Regions from separate parts of the Mus musculus genome. Here region 2 is linked to region 1. The links are chromatin contacts, called in public Hi-C maps. All regions are on one chromosome and are shown on one strand. The core of a region is the stretch at or near the end of the contact, and the rest is flanking DNA. Distances in the headings are between cores, read along the strand shown. Region 1 has its middle 42 kb from the start of Api5. Region 2 has its middle 79 kb from the start of Api5.

Region 1 (5,819 bases), core at 1,434-3,933:
CACCCAGTAAGTATTGGTTCTATTATGACTATTGCTCTACCAGCTGATAATCTAACTGTGACTTCACAAAAGAAACAGAGGACACAATCACCGGGTAGAGGTCTATCCCATTGCTTCTGGAAAGCTGTAACTACAAACATGCAGAAAAAGGTTTGCTCTCTTGGGGAGCCAGTAACATTTCTTTAAGATAAATGTTATGTTCTAAGAGTCACTATGAAAAAGAAAAAAAACAGTGTCCCACAATCTCACCAATGCTGTAAAGTGTTAATGTCTGTTTGAGGCCTTGGGCCATTTTGTAGGATGGACCAATGAAAGGACTCATCTCCAGAAATGGAAATCCAGGCCACCAACCATGAAGAAACTCAGCAGGAAGAAAGATGATACAATTTTGAAACTCAAGGATTGGCAGAGCCGTTAAACTGTGCCACACAGTGAGGCTCCTTTGCAGAAGGGGCCAATCCAGTGAAATGCTCCCAGCTAGCCTTTGTTGTCTCATGTTTAGGTAAGTGGCTGAACTGAAAGGCCACAAATCCCCTCTGAAGTTGTCTCAGAGGTGAATACGTGTCAGGTGAAGAAAAATGTTAGAGGAGAAGGAGCCGGGCTCCCACTTGCAGGGCTCCATCAGTTTCTCCACCCAGCAGCCATTTGGTTTCCGTGAGCATATGCACCCTTCTCCTCCTGTCCACATACAAACGCCAACCATGAGGTTTGTGTGGAGGTAGCTTCCCTCTCCTGCTTACCTCAGTCAGTTCTAGACTAAATTCTAGAATCAAGCATGGACGATGATAACATCCCATCCTCCAGACTAAACCTGATTGGCTCAGGGGAAAGCCACCTGACTCCTCCCATCATATCTAGGTAACCAGAAAACTCCCAAGGCTTGAGGCTATGGAGTGTGACATCAATACCTTGTTCCTGGAGGATCTGCAGGGCATAAAACAGTGCTGCCATTGCATGTGGAAAGCGTAGGGCAAGCTTCCAGATGAAAAGACTTGGTTCTTCTGGTCAGAATAAAACTCCAGCCAGGAGGAACAGCACACACCTGTGGTCCCGGCACTGAGGAGGCTGAGGCAGGAGGATCGCAGGGCCAAGCCTAAAGTGGGTCATATAGTAAGAGCCTGTCTCTAACAAAATGGAAAAGTAAGAGGGGGAGGAAAGTCAAGAAAAGGAGGGGTATGGGAAGGTGCTATGCACACTCTAGTCCTTGTTCTGGTCCAGATTTGTGTGGTCTGTTTAGCCAACTTTCCTGTGATCTCACAGGCTTAGAAACCCTCCTTTCTGACTAATTGTACTTTTGACACCTAAAAGCAAAAGGATTATGATTGACATTTCCCTAAATCCTGAGTAAAAGCCTATCAACATCTTTACAAGTTGTATGAGGTTTAGGTTGGAGCAGTGGCTCCGTGGTTAAGAGCAGCAGTGGCTGCTCTTGGAGAAGATTCGGCTTGGGTTCCCAGTACCAGAATGGGTTCACAATCCATAACTCCAGTTCCAGGAAATCCAACAGCCTCTTCTGGCCTCCACAGGCACAGAAGAATACAGTCTATAGGCACTGAGTGTATATATTGTATATACACACAGACTTATGCACATAATTACACATACAAACAAAACTTTGTAATAATTTTTTTAAATTTGTGGATAGGAAAGCATTGAGTCCACCTTCAGAACCCTTTCTGGGTGGGCGAGGTGGTTCTGTGGATGAAGATGCAGCCTGTGTGGCTGACCACTGAGGGACCCGTGTGGTAGAAGGAAAGGAATGTCCTTTTATTTCCACAGGCGCACCACGGCACACTCATTCACACACACACACACACACACACACACACACACCCCACAAAGTAAATAAGGAAAATGTCATTTAAATCTCAAGCCTTCTTAGCTGCTTTTATGAAAGAGGAGATGATGAGCTAACTGTCTCTAAAGTAAAGCCTCTAGGGACCAGCAGAGTCCCAGGCTTGCTCTTCAGTTCCTGATTCATCATTGAGCAGCCCCTCCAGTCTCTTCTAGCGCAGACTTTGCCCATTTATAAAATAAAGGAGCAGATGACAAGACTTCAGAGACCCTTTCAAAACCAGAAGAGTCTAGATTTAAGTTTCACTTTCTCAAAGTCAATTGCTTCTGAGCTATCAAGATTTGTCGATATTTGTCTGGCGTCGAGTATTGTTTTCTAAACTCCTCCTTCCTAGTCTCCTTTATTTTGGACTGGAAGCTGACAGACACTGGGCTGGCATCTGAACCTCTCCCATCCTTTCTTCAATTAAATCCAGCACTTCCTGGAAAGTAGCCTAGGCAGCAGAGAAAGGATTAACAAGCCTTGCTTAACGCCATGATAAGACTTAATGGAGGAACAGCATGCTCGGATGGCTTCTCTAGAGAGAAAGGAGTTTAACAGGAAAAAGAGATTCACCTGGCTGGCTAAAGACACCTATGCCTATGAGAAGAGGGTGCAGAGACTAGCCTGGGGTTGTACTCACTGATGAGAGTCGTCAGTAAGGGCACTTGGAATGTGCTCGTACCAATCTGTAGGGAGCAGATGTCACCTGGAGCTCAGAGCCCGGGATTTGAGCCAAGGTTGAAGAAGGAGTCAGGAAAAACCGTAGTGACAAATCAGTCGAGCCAGCGGCCGTGTCAGCGCTAAGATGGCATGCTTGCTTCCCGACTTCGCAGCCAGCTTTGCTGTGAGAAGACTTGGAAGGAAGGAGAAAGGAAAATGGCACGTGCCAAGCAAGCAGACAGCGGTGGCCTGCCACAGAAGAAAAGCGCGTTTAATCACAGCCCCCATACTTTCTCTTACTGACTAACGGCAGAGGGAAGCGCCTAATGAAGTTACTGCTCTGCTGACTGAATTTGTGATTTTTGGCTTGTAAACATCCACTGTTGAGCGCTCACTTGTTTACTGAAGCTGCCTGGTAGAGGCGGATTCCACAGTTAGCTCATTCATCCATCGAATCTAGCTGAACACTGAAAGTCAACTAACCAAGGCGAACGGGCTTTGGTTGTATGAACACCCCAGGCCAGAGGGTATTAATAAATCTAAAGAAGAACAAATGTCGGCGATAGTGAAGAAGACAGAACTATCTACAGCAGAAAAGAAGGCAGGAAAAGACAGATAAAACCACTCGGGTCCTAACCCACAGCCCCTACTGCCATATCTTGAATGTCACACCTCATTCTTGCCCTTCTGACCTTCAGGGCTACTCTCAGCACAAATCACAGACTTTAAATCTACCCTTAGCAGGTTCACCCAATGGTGCATCACTTGCAGTCACAGGACCCCAGAGTGCCGCAGAGGTCAAAGAGAACAGATGAGAATCGAGTCTACTTTGTAGGTGGGAATTGAATCTGCTTCATTCCAAGGGCTGGAACTCTGAGAAGACAATGGATTAACAGCCTGAAAATCTCATCTGCCTCTGACAGATTCTACAGGAAATAGGATTAGAGAGGGCCAACAGCAGAGCGCTCACCCCTGTGCTCTGGTGGTCAGCCATCATCTTGAGACTTGGGGTGTCTGTGCCTCTCTGGTTCTCAGCACTGTGCTTTCCCTTGGCTCTATAGATGTCTGGACCTGGGCACATCATGAAACACTGAGCCAAGTTTGTTTCTGATGGTTCTCAACCTTCAGGGGCCCCTAGACTGGGATAAGGTTAATGCAGAACAGACCCGAACAGTATGTCCTGCACTCCTACAACCTAAGTGTGAACGGGTGTCTTTATTAGATGAGCCGGCCCATCAACCAACACTGCGATCAAATATGTTAGAGAAATGTGTTGGCTTGTTTTTCCAGAAGTGTTTTTTTTTTTTAGAAGCAGGTGGCCCCATTGGAAGATAAGTTCACCTGTGTCCTCAGAGCCCATGGCTACACCCCACCTCCAGAGGCTACAGCTGCTGCCTTCTGCATGAGTCAGCTGGGATGTAGCATGCAGCAGGCAGTGAGGGAGCCGGGAGCACTTTAAGGCGTTGGGAGGGGGGAGCCAGGAGAAAGCTAACTAATAGCTTGCAAGCGTGTCTTCTAAAGAGTGTGTTAACCAAACAAGCTGCCATCCCCTAATCCCTCCCACTCCTGCCTGAATGTACACTAATTGAAAATTAAGTTTTCAATTTGAAACCATTTTCTAATTCTGTCTCATTCAGGAGCAGTTAGAGCCCCGGTGTTCTCCTGAATTCCCAACGTGCTTTTCCTGCACTCCCTCAGGAAGGCAACAAAAGCGGCTTGTCAACACATAACCGAGAGCAGCAGGTGGAGAGCAGGAGTCATGGGTGGGAGCCAAAGACAGGAGGCCTGACCCTCCCTCCTAGGACTCCTGCTGACCTGGGCTGGACAGGAAATGTGCTTCTCTGGCCTCCATCTACCCAGTTTGCCAGAGTTGCAGGACAGTAAATGGAACTCTGTCATCATCCTTTGTCTAGTAGGTTAAGAAAGCCCAAGGCAATAAGAGAATTTCCTTGTGGGCAGGTTAATCCTGGAGCCCTGTTCTCTAAGGCTCACTAGCCCTGGTGACTGACCTATTTAAAAGCAAAAGGACAGCAGCTTAATGGGGGCTGGGGACTAAGTTCCTTTGGACTCAGATACTTAAAAAATGAAAACAAAATAAGTTCATTAGTTACTTTTCTCGTTGCTATGACCAAATCCCTGACCAAGGGCAACCTAATGGAGGAAAAATTTGCTTTGGCTTATAGTTTAAGAAAGCCCACCATCCTTCATGGCAGGAAGGCACAGTAACGGGAGCAGGAGGGAGCTGGTGATGTTGCAAGAAGCAGAGAGCAGTCAGGAAATGGGGCTAAGCTGGTGTCTTAATTGGGTTTTATTTCTGTGAAGTGACACCATGATCATGACAACTCTTATAAAGGAAAACAGATACCTGGGTCTGGCTTACAGTTTCAGGGGTTTAGTCCACACAGTCATGGCGGGAAGCATGACAGCAGCAGGCAGAGAACTGGCCTAAGCTTCTGAGACATCACAGCCCACTTCCTCCAACAAAGCCACACCTACTTTAACAAGACCACACCCCCTAAGGGTGCCACTCCCTGTGGACCAAGCATTCAAACACATGAGTCTATGGGGGTCATTCCTATTCAAGCCACCACATTCCACTCTCTGGCTCCTGTAGGCTTGTAGCCATAATAATGCAAGATGCATTTAGTCCAACTGCAAAAGACCCCCATAGTCTATCACGGTCTCAAACTTGTTTAAAAGTACGATAATCAAAGTCTCTTCTGAGATTTATGCAATCTCTTATCTGCAGTCCATTCTAAAATCACATTTTAAAAAGCAGACCACATAGTTCCAGCATATAATAGCACAGGGTACGCATTACTCTTCTATAAAGCGGGGAAGGAAGCACAGGAAAGAAATGCTGGACCAATGCAAGACCAAAACCCAGCTGGGCAAACTTCAAACTCTGCATGTCTGATGTCAAAGCACTCCAGATCCCCAGCTCCCTTCAGCTTTATTGACTACAACACACTGCTCTCTCTCTCTCTCTCTCTCTCTCTCTCTCTCTCTCTCTCTCTCTCTCTCTCTCTCTCTCCAGCACCATGTCTGCCTGGACGCCATCATGCTTCCCACCGTGATGATGATGGACTGAACCTCAGAATCTGTAAGCCAGCTCCAACAAATGTGTCCTTTCTAAGAGTTGCATTGGCCATGGTGTCTCTTCACAGCATCTCTTCACAGCAATGGAAGCTTCAACTAAAACACCAGGCTTTATCTTCATTGCTTCACACATTGGCATCTCTAGGCCTCCAAGCAAGAACACCCCTTCCACATGCCTGACCTCAACAGTTTTTCTTAGTCATGGAAGGAGAGTCCATAACCA
Region 2 (5,819 bases), core at 1,111-3,610, 37 kb before region 1:
GACATCCGGACAGTAAAAATAAATCTTTGTTTTAAAGACTGCTTTCCAAAACTGGCTATGATAACCAATCAAAAATATATATTTTCATATTCACCCATTTTGAAAGAAGAAACAGAACATAAGTTTAAAGCCCTTACCAAAAATCCTCAGTGACCTACAGCTCAAAATTCAGAATTGTTTTACTTTTTTTTTTTGAAATGGAATCATGTATTGCAGGCTGGTGTGGAGCTCACTATTAACTAAAAATAGCTTTGAATGTCTCATCCTTCCTCATACTTAGTTCTAGCATTAAGGTGTGCACCATTGTGCCTCATTTATACGTGGGGGGGGCTGAACTCAGTGCTTCATACATGCTAGAACAAATGCTCTTCCAACTGAGCTACCTCCCCAGGCACTGTTACACACTTTAGAAAAAAACTAAATTATACATTATATAGCATCTCTAAAAGGATTGAGATATCACAAATAATCTAACATGTTTCTACTTATGCATGAAGATCTACTAGTATTCACATTGACTGGAACAAAGCCCACGAGTAGCTTCACAAGATCTTGGGAAACTTCAGATGAAATCAGATCAGACAGAAGGTTCCAAGGAGCCAGGTAGGTTCCAAGAAAACAGTTTTCTTGATCTTTGGATTTCCAGATTTTGAATATGACACTGTGGAGTTAAATTTATTGAGCAGGAGACATTCTGCATGCATTAAAATTTAATCTTTACACTAAAGCTCTGAGGAACGCTTTATTAGTTCCATTTTATACGTGAGCAAATGTAAGCTGAAAGAAATTAAAGAACATGAGTAAGGTTATGCATCAGCGAGGGGTAGGTAACCAAGGATCGAAGCAAGCCTTTTGGCTTCTGCGGCCTGTGGCTCCAGCTAACATTGCTTCTTCCCAGAGGAACGCCACTGTGGCACGACTTCTGTCTCTATTCCATCCAGGTCCATAGATTGTTAGAGAAAACAAATACAATATTATTCTCACAGCCCAAACTGGTAGCGGGAGATTGCTGCACATTCCAGAATGTGGTGACGGCAGGGACTTCTAAATTGTTCCATTTTAGGCATGAGAAATAAGTCGAATTCCCCCACCCCGCATCCCCACAACAGCATGCCATCTTGGTGCCTCTGCTGAAAAGCTGCTTCCTTTCTGCTTCCAGTCTGTCCTGACTGTTACCTAACAGTTATCAATTGATAGAGATCATAGATCTCCACTCCCTACAACTGGCAAGAAAAGAATTAGCAACATTTCGCAGACTAGCCCCCCTTCTGATTTTTCCCACTGTTTTGACTGATGAAAGACTTTTAAGAATCTGAGAGATGGAACAGGCTCTGTCTGTCATCCAGTCAAACCATTTCAAGGTTCATAAAGATTTAAAGACCTGATTCATATCTATGTATCACTTCGTAGGCCTTTCATTGCATTCATTTATAACTAAAAGAAAAATAAACCGAGAAAACTAAATGTGTCTTAAAAGCAGCAAACAACCTCTGCTGTCAGGGGCAGAGTCTGGGGACTACAAGAAATATCAAAGGTGACCTGAGATCTACCCTGCCAAGCAGTGTGCAATCAACTTGCCTGTCTGCAACAATATGAAATCCTTGTCACCATACGGCTTTACAGATTTGCATGACTTTACAGATCACTGGGCATTCTTTAAAAGAAGCCAACTTGCTGGGTATGGTGGTATGTGTCTGCACTCTCATGTCGCAAGAGACTGAGACATGAGAATTACCACACATTCGTGGCCAGCTGGAACCATATAGCAAGACCCGGCCTCAAAAACTTGCTTAAAAGGAGCCAATATGTCATGTATGGACATCAATTCTATTTGCAGTACTGGCTTATCCAGTGACATTTTTATCCCAAGAATGATTCTATCCCCAAAATTGGCTGCCTGTTTGGACAAGATAAGTTCCATACTGTTAACCTATGTTAAAGACAGATGGAAGTATGCAAAACAAACAAAGGCCCTGCACTGAGATGTGCCAGTGTGTTATACAGTAATGAATCTGACCCCATGAGTAAGTCAGCCAAAAGACACCAGATTATGAAAATGATTTCACACTAAACAGTGGTGTAGAGCTTTAACTCTGCCATTTATCAAATCAGCATGACCTTGGGCAACTTATCTATTATTTCAAAATTGTTCATATTGAATATGTATTACTCTCGTGGTGAGAAAACAAATTTGTTGGCAGATTTTTTAAAATGCCTTTGCATCTAAGGTTGAATTATGCGTTATACACATGTAAGGGTATCCAAAGGTCATGAAAAACAAATGCACAAGGGGAAACTATCCCAGAGAAAGGGTGTGAGCCAACACTGCCCCTAACAAATCTCTCATTACAATGAGTTTCTTTTTATTCATCAACAAAATACCTGCCAGCAAGATAGCTGTGAGATGTATATTGTTTTGTTTTGTTTTTCTTAAATCCACCCTTTTACTCAGTGGCAAATACATATTTAAAAATAATGGCTATTGTTTTTATTATAAGTATAATGACTTTATGTTTTCTTCAAATTCTAATTCAAAGCAGTTTATAATGGGAAGAAGGAACAATATTTTATTTTTTGCAATCTATGGATTTACTTTCCTGAACACATTAAGTCCCAACTCTCTCCTCCTGTAGAACAAGCCATCTGTTAACTTTGGATTCAGCTGAATTGAAACAGCCTGTATGCAGGTGAAATCCAGGATGTCTACTCAGGAGGAACCCAGACACCAAAGAAAACCCAATCTGGTGCTTGAGACTGACTTGGCAGGTTAAAAATCATATAGGGAAGGAAAGGCTGCAGACAGAGAGACTTTGGTGCCTAGCTGTATGATAAGGTCATTAAGGCACGGAGACAAGAATGCAGTGATGATAATAGTTGTGATGCTGATGCTGATGACAGTGATGGTGATGATGGTGGTAGTGATAATGCCACTGATAGTGGTGGTACTGACAATAACACTGATGTAACCATTCCTGTTGTCAGTGATTTTAAAGCACCTCCTGGGAGAAGAATGGCCTGGCAAGACCTTCTGCAGTTCAACATAAAAACAGAAGTGTGGCTCAACCTGATTTTACTCAGTGATAGTCACTCCTTCTGAAGTGTTTGGCTAGCAAATGTTAGCTTGTTTACAGTATAATTACAGCCCTCAGCTCTAGTGAACCAAAATTTGAGGACAGAATAGGGTTTTATTACCTACAGACAATGAACATATATGTGCATGATGCCACAAGAGCTGATGGATATGCCTGTCCACATTTGTAGGAAGACAGAGGAGAGAAATTTGCTTTGAAGCTTCATCACTGAAAATCTATGACCACTGCAAAATCCTGTTTCTATTGCATGAATGAGAAAGGGGCCCCTTCAGGGGAGCTGCAGTCACAATGGAACACTGCTGGACTAGGGTCAGTTACCTAGGAATAAATTGGGAAAGGACATCTGCCTATTATACAGATGAGGACAGCTTGATGGCAGTACATGACTCTGCAAACAAGACACAGTGTCAGCTCTCTCTTGACTCTTGCTTAGGTACCCTCATGGAAGGCGCAATATGAATAGTGCATGCAATGGCCACAGCTGGGATATCTAGTTGCCTTGGAGACTAGAGTTGTCCTAGAAGATACCATGATGCTCTGGAACACGCTGTTCTGACAGCTGCTGACAAATATATCCTGAGATACAAGCCTTCTGGAGGACAGAGACAGTGGTCAGCTCTCAGCCCTTCACTTGGTGGCAGAGGCAGACTATTCAATGTTCATGAAGAAATGAGATCCAAAAAAAGGGAAACTAATATCTCAGAAATGGTGGAAGCCAGCCCAATGTAGGCAAATGCCTTTAGTTATATTCCTAATGTGTGTCATCAGAATTAATTTGTAGAGATCGGGAAGTGTTATTAGGGCTGCAGGGAACCAAAGGAAGCCAGTTTCTACGGTCTAGGGTGATACTGTATTTAAAACAAGAGAATTTAAAAGGTTCTGTGTGTGTGTGTGTGTGTGTGTGTGTGTGTGTGTGTGTGTGTGTGTATAATTTGGAGCTGTGATTAAAGGATGGACCATCCAGTGATTGCCATATCCAGGGATCCATCCCATAATCAGCTTCCAAACGCTGACACCATTGCATACACTAGCAAGATTTTGCTGTAAGGACCCAGATATAGCTGTCTCTTGTGAGACTAGGCTGGGGCCTAGCAAACACAGAAGTGGATGCTCACAGTCAGCTATTGGATGGGTCACACGGCCCCCAATGGAGGAGCTAGAGAAAGTACCCAAGGAGCTAAAGGGATCTGCAACCCTATAGGTGGAACAACAATATGAACTAACCAGTAGCCCGGAGCTCTTGTCTCTAGCTGCATATGTATCAAAAGATGGCCTAGTCAGCCATCACTAGAAAGAGAGGCCCTTTGAACTTGCAAACTTTATATGCCCCAGTACAGGGGAACGCCAGGGCCAAAAACGGGGAGTGGATGGGTAGGGGATTGGGGGGTGGGTATGGGGGACTTTTGGGATAGCATTGGAAATGTAAACAAGGAAAATACCTAATTAAAAAAATAAAATAAAATAAAATAAAATAAAAACTATGTCTGTTTCTATTTCTCTTTCTCTCTGTCTCTGCCTCTCTCTCTCACTCTCTCTCTCACTCTCACTCGCTCGCTCTCTCTCTCTCTGTGTATGTGTGTGTGTGTGTGTGTGTGTGTGTGTGTGTGTGTGTGTGTGTGTTTATATGTGTCTGTGTGATGATAATAATGTTCAAACTTCTTTTGGAATAATATAATATTTCTGGTGGTCTTTAGCTTTTTACAAGAGAACTTACCCTGGCTGTCATCTCTAAAGAGCAGAGGCTTCACCATCCTCACTTGTGACTCAAAAACCCTCTCCTGGATTGGCCTTTTCCACAATGTGAGTAGCAGCTTTCATTACATGAGTCATAGGATTCCAGGAGGTCTTGCCCCCAAACTATCTCCCAATCTTAATTGCTATCTAAAATGACATTGTTAACATTTTATTCCTTCGAGGTGAATAGATTTTCCTCCCCCATGTTCTAGCAAAGATCATACAGCATATTCCCACTCGATACCTGCACAGTGCCTTCTTCTCTGTCTTCACAGTCTCCTAAGATCTTCTGCCCATGATCAAACAATTGAGCAGGTATGTAAAAGGCAGTACTTCTGTGTACCTCTCAGATGTTAAAGCAGGTTAATTTCCAAACGTTCCCCAGACATGCTCTAAAACTAAAACCCTTGGGAAACGCTATTTGGAGCCAATGAGTTTGTAACGCAAGATCTATGTTTTCAGCTAGAACTGAACCAATAGAATCAGGGAGCCTGCCCTGCAGGAAAGATACACAGAAAAGCACAAGCATGGTGGAAGAAAATGGGCTGCCTCAGACAGCTGCTTTCTTGCAACCAACTTCAGTTTGCAAAATGTATAGTAGAGAGACTCGTTCTCATGTCCCCAACTCCATCAACTTCTTTCCCCTAGGTTTCTGCAATCCCTAGCCCATGACAACTTTCAAAAACTGGCCTCCACTTTGTAGCTCTCTCATAAAATAACAGAGAGGGAAACACAGTAGGATCAAATGCTCTAGGAAAAGGCAAACACATTTCTACAGAATGGTGGCAGTAACACATCACCATAAACAAACAAACAAAAAAGAACAGTCATTAGCATCAAGGATTCTATTTTAATGAGAAAGGAATTGACTCTGGAGCTGGGCTGACCTTTGGTTTCCATCCTGGCATGTGACATAGTGATTCTATCCTCTTCTGAATGAGCCCATTTTCCTCCACCATGCTTGTGCTTTTCTGTGTACCTCTTCTTAACTGT

What was found. A called contact is a pair of places that touch in the nucleus more often than the background predicts.
Region 2: a contact with region 1 is called in a Hi-C map of cerebellum, with 2.3 times the contacts expected there. The contact joins two enhancer-like sites. A contact is called at or near these places in 1 of 15 datasets of contacts at CTCF or cohesin (large pre-B cells), 4 of 484 Hi-C or Micro-C datasets (brain, cerebellar granule neurons, cerebellum and 1 more) and 2 of 115 datasets of contacts at active chromatin or transcription factors (embryonic stem cells and large pre-B cells).

Annotation. Positions count from the first base shown.
Region 1 is chr2:94,476,900-94,482,718 of GRCm38.p6, reverse strand. No RefSeq gene overlaps it. Among named protein-coding and RNA genes, the nearest start is that of Api5, 42 kb to the right of the region's middle. Within about 2 kb of position 2,683, at least 6 of the 459 cell types and tissues checked have an H3K27ac peak or open chromatin away from gene starts, as enhancers often do. A contact at or near this core is called in cerebellar granule neurons and cerebellum, where this site is marked.
Region 2 is chr2:94,514,047-94,519,865 of GRCm38.p6, reverse strand. No RefSeq gene overlaps it. Among named protein-coding and RNA genes, the nearest start is that of Api5, 79 kb to the right of the region's middle. Within about 2 kb of position 2,360, at least 4 of the 459 cell types and tissues checked have an H3K27ac peak or open chromatin away from gene starts, as enhancers often do. A contact at or near this core is called in cerebellar granule neurons and cerebellum, where this site is marked.